2 separate regions of the Arabidopsis thaliana genome follow, and region 1 is linked to region 2. A link is a contact called in public capture Hi-C data. All regions are on one chromosome and are shown on one strand. Each heading gives the region's core, a stretch centred on a gene start, on an enhancer-like site or on the middle of the called end of the contact. The rest is flanking DNA. Distances are from core to core; before and after follow the strand shown.

The links. Capture Hi-C pulls out chosen DNA fragments and counts their contacts.
Region 1: a contact with region 2 is called in a capture Hi-C map of seedling, with 1.9 times the contacts expected there. The contact joins the promoter of LYM2 here to the promoter of TRN1 in region 2. A contact is called at or near these places in 2 of 26 Hi-C or Micro-C datasets (callus and root) and 1 of 3 other capture datasets (seedling).

What each region holds. Positions count from the first base shown.
Region 1 is chr2:7,457,567-7,460,266 of TAIR10.1, forward strand. LYM2 (lysm domain GPI-anchored protein 2) reads left to right here and starts at 1,364. Exons shown (of 4, transcript NM_127266.4): 1 at 1,364-2,247; 2 at 2,495-2,615. The coding sequence starts at 1,590.
Region 2 is chr2:7,352,402-7,355,101 of TAIR10.1, forward strand. TRN1 (tornado 1) reads left to right here and starts at 1,372. Exons shown (of 29, transcript NM_001036282.2): 1 at 1,372-1,723; 2 at 2,506-2,700. The coding sequence starts at 1,538.

The DNA.
Region 1 (2,700 bases), core at 114-2,613, 110 kb after region 2:
TCAGAATTACATACATATAAAGTAAAAGTAGCAAATAGATAAAAGAGTTTTAAATAGAGATATTCTTTTCCGTACAACATGATTCCAACCTTAAAATAATTATGTATTCTAGAATCTACTAGCCACATAATGGACATTCATATAAAAATAAGATTATTAATATTAATAATTTTTATATTTTTTTTGCTGCAACTTTTTTGGAGGGTGGATAAAGTCCATTCAAGTACAAATGGTACCCGTCCATTAAAGCAAATTTGTTCATTAAAAATCTTTTGGATTGGGTTACGTAAAATGCGACTATATTGCCCTAGTTCTTTTCATATTTGGTTAAGATTTAAAACTGTAAATCTCCATTCATCTTTGTTTGATTTTTTCAACTGTTTTAAATCATCCTATAATATATAAAGTTATGAAAAACTCAATCTTTTTCTCCCTATATTGTGATTCAAAATTAAAAAAACGGACATATATTACCCAATTAATGGAAATGATGTGTGTTCAATGTCCCACATCGACTAAAATATTCAGATAATGATTTAGAATAATATTATATATATGATTAAAATAAATTCAAATTCGAATGTATAGGAAAGCTTACCTTAACAAGCATCCAAATTTAAAATTTTGTATATGATTTAATTCAGTCTTTAGTTTTATTGTTTAGTTTTACCGAGAATATTAAAATTTTCTAATATCAATAAAAGGTTTTATAACATTATAAACATTTGAACAAATAAAAATAAAATAAATAACATGGGACAAATTGTATTGTGGTATACAGTTATATGGTGAGATGAATTTTTGAATCAACATTAATAAAATTTAGAATATCATCAATCTGCCGCTTTATTATTTTTAATACTACCAATATTAGAAATATCTAAACAACCTAATTAAGATAAGATTGTATATACCAAAAATTTCTCTGTGATATACAGTTACTTAATAACAATCGTATATTATAAAATATAAATTTCTTAGAAAATTTTACAATTTGCAAACTTATGTATATAATAAATAGTCATCAATTTTTAAACTACTATTTTTAGAAAACAAATCATGAGATGTGTTATATTACAGAACAAAGTTATATGATGGACGGGTTTGAATCAATATTTATAAATTTTTTGAAATCATTAATATGTTGTTTCAATACGGGTTAAATTCTCAGTTTATTAACAATTGTTATGTGGACTTGTGATATATTTTTACTTAATAACGATTATAAACTAAAATAGAAATATTTTATAACTAAATATAATTTATAAAATTTTATATATACAAATTTTAAAATATAAATTGTCTTGCAGTTTACAGCTAATTAAAATTTAGTTGTGATATTATATCCAATTATCCATATAACTACACTTTTTTCTCCACAATTAGGGCGTGACAAATGGCAACACTTCAATCAAGGAACAGAACACAATGTGAAACCAGACTGTTCTCATTTATTTTCCAGCAAGTCAAAAAGTCAAACTCAAAAAGTCCTCTCTCGGTCAACTTTCTTCTTGGTCCCCATCTTCACAAATCACAACTCTTTTTATTTCCAAAGACCAAAAACCTGAGAACACACCGGCGACCTGAAAATGGAAACTTCCTGTTTTACCCTTCTCGGTCTCCTTGTCTCCCTCTCCTTCTTCCTCACTCTCTCCGCCCAAATGACCGGAAACTTCAACTGCAGTGGCTCAACCTCGACGTGTCAATCTCTCGTTGGTTACTCAAGCAAGAACGCAACAACGTTGCGCAATATCCAAACCCTTTTTGCCGTCAAGAACCTCCGCTCGATCCTCGGAGCTAACAATCTCCCACTCAACACCTCACGTGACCAACGCGTGAACCCGAATCAAGTCGTACGTGTCCCAATCCATTGCTCTTGCTCCAATGGAACCGGTGTCTCGAACCGGGACATCGAATACACCATCAAGAAAGACGACATACTCTCTTTCGTCGCAACTGAGATTTTCGGTGGTCTCGTTACGTACGAGAAGATCAGTGAGGTTAACAAAATCCCTGACCCGAACAAAATCGAAATCGGTCAAAAGTTTTGGATCCCTTTGCCTTGTAGCTGTGATAAATTGAACGGTGAGGATGTTGTTCACTACGCACATGTAGTCAAACTAGGGAGCTCTCTCGGTGAGATCGCTGCTCAGTTTGGAACGGACAACACGACGTTGGCTCAGCTCAATGGAATCATTGGTGACTCTCAGCTTCTTGCTGATAAACCTCTCGACGTCCCTCTCAAAGGTTAAAAACCTGAAATTTTGGATCTTTTGAGTTGAAAGTTTGTGACTTTAGTAGTTTTATTGGATATATCTAAATGGGTTTGGATTGGATGATGGTTTAGATGAAATAAACGAAAAAATTTGATTGAAAAGTCTTTGACTTTTAGTAGTTTCATTGGACAAACCAAATCTAATTAGGTTTGAGTTTTTATTACTAATTGGTGATTGGCTTTGAAGAAAAGTTATGAACTTTGAACTTTATTTTGCAGCTTGTAGCTCTTCTGTGAGGAAGGACTCGTTGGATGCTCCTCTGCTTCTGTCTAACAACTCATACGTCTTCACTGCAAACAATTGCGTCAAGTGTACTTGTGACGCTTTGAAGAATTGGACGTTAAGTGATTGATAATCTCGTTGTGTTTGTCCCATAGGATAAGCTTGTTCTTTTTTCTTCTTTTTCTAGATTCTGATGGTTTTG
Region 2 (2,700 bases), core at 122-2,621:
AACTATACAATAAAAATTATTTTTTGATAAGACAACTCAAGTTTTCATATTGAGTACATTTATAGACGACTTTATGTTTTTTCTCCTATTTTTTTTTGTTGGACTTAACATCATATTAATTTTTTTCTATTTTTTTATTTCCTCCTATTAGAGTTTTGAAGGCTGTTCTATAAGTCTGTAGAGTGTCATCGAGTTTGGTGGACCAGTATATTCTTGAAGTTCCAACCATTCTATTCAAGATAGTTTTTATCTGTTTGTTGCTGACTTCACCTTGACCACTAGTCTAGAGATGGTAGGCTGTCGCAACCTTATGCTGCACTCCATACTTCTTTAGCAAGTTCTCAAACATCTTGTTCATGAAGTGAGATCCTCCATAACCACTCTTGGTATACCGAAGATGGGGAATATGATACTCTTGAATAGTTTCAAAACTACCTTAGAATCATTGGTTGGACTTGCAACTATTTCAATCCACTTGGAGACATAGGCTACGACGACCAAGATATACTTATTTCCCTAAGAAGATGGGTTAAAAGTTCCATGAAGTCAATCCCCCAGACATCAAACATCTCAAACTCGAGTATAGGATTCTTTGGCATCTCATTTTTTCTGGTGATATTTCTTATCCTTCGGCTATAAACTTATGAACATTCTTGAACATGGTTGGCCATTAGAGCCCAACTTGCAGTATCTTCTGAACAGTTTTGAAGGTTGCAAAATGTCCTTCATAAGCAGAGCCATGTCAATGTTCTAGGACTCCTTGGACTTTTTCTTCAACTATGCATCTTCTGAATAAACCATATACGCCTTTCTTGTATATAGAAGGCTCATCCCATAAATAATGGTTAATATCCCTAAATAATTTCTTTTTCTGATAAACATCAAGGCTTTAAACAAATCAAATACTAATTTATGCAATATAATTAATTTTTAAAAGTTATAAACAAAAATATATTATTAATTTTTTAAAAATGACCGATCCAAATGAACATATGAATTTTAGTATATAAATTGTGTTTACAAGCCAATGCTTTGATAATTCTAGATTCGTAATCCAAGAAATTCTATTTCTTAAAACATAAACTCTACAAAAAAACATATTTTTTTTATGGGACAACTCAGGTTTTCATATTAACTACATTTATAGACTAAATTTTATTTTTCTCCTATATTCTTTGGACAACATTAATTAATATTTTCTCTATTTTTTCAAGCTAATGGTTGACAAAAAAAAAGAATATTTAGGAGACAAATGAAATTTACAAAAACAAGAAGAAGTTACTATTTTGCAAACTCTCTCTTTTAATTAACAGCTTTAAAAGAAAATAGATAAACTCATAAAAAGCCCATAAGAGAAAACTTGAACAGAACAAAAAACCCAACAAAACCCAACTTAGTAGCGTCTCTCCATTCTCTTCTTCTTCGTCGTCGTCCCTGTCTTTTCCAAACTTTTTTGCTGTGCGTTTTTTTTTGTCCAAAGAATCATATTCTTTTGCCCTCTCACACGAGTCATATTTACCTTTTTGCCACAACAATCATGGCGGCGACGGCGGTGGTCTGGCAACCCCGAGACGATGGTCTCGCTGAGATCTGTTCTCTTCTCGAACAACAGATTTCTCCTTCCTCCGTCGTTGACAAGTCTCAGATTTGGAAGCAGCTTCAACACTTCTCTCAGTTTCCTGATTTCAACAACTATCTCGTCTTCATCCTCGTTCGCGCTGAGGTTTTGGAACTTTTCTCTACTCTCTCTTCGCTTCCTGAGATTTTTTTTCTTCTCCGTATTGACTCAATCTATTTGTCGAATGAGTTCGGATCGTTGAATTTTCGTTTGCTTATCGGATTCTCTTTGTTGCTTAGCTTTAGTTGAATCTACGTTTCCTTTGAATTGCTTAAGATTCTCAGACTTTAGAACATTGCTTCTCTCGTTATGAGTTTCTCTGTTCTGTACCTTAATGGATGGATATATCTCCTTTTGATCATATTTGTCTATGTCAATAGTTGATGTTTCTGTTGTATGAGCTTTTTGATTCAATTGACTTGAAGTTTACTTGTATCCAAATAACATAAATGTTGTGTAGAATTTGTGGATTGTGTCTTCTTCACTTGATAACTCATATTTATTTGCATTGGCAAGAACTAGCCTTGAGTTTTTATGTTGCTGTTGCTGTTTGATTAGGTTTTATGCATTTATATCTTAATTCACTCAACATTCGTCTATGTCTCCTTCTGAATAATTCTTCTTTGTCAATAGTATGACCTTTGTGATTCAATTGACTTGAAGTTTACTTGCATCCAAATAACAAAAAGTGTTGTGTGATTTTTAGTGGATAGTGTCTTTCTATCTTGAGAACTCATATTTATTTCAATTTAGTTGGATCTACATAGTCTATTTGCAGATCCTAGGCAAGAACAACCTGGAGTTTTTCATATTGCTGTTGTTTGATTAGGTTTTATGCATTTATGTCTGTTTGTTAAATTGCTGATGTGTGCTTGTACAATGATCAGGGAAAGTCTGTTGAGGTTCGTCAAGCTGCTGGATTGCTTTTGAAAAATAATTTGAGGGGTGCTTATCCATCCATGACTCAAGAAAACCAAAAATATATCAAGTCAGAGTTACTGCCTTGTCTGGGAGCAGCGGACAGGAATATACGGACTACAGTTGGAACTATCATCAGTGTTATTGTTAATATTGAGGGAGTT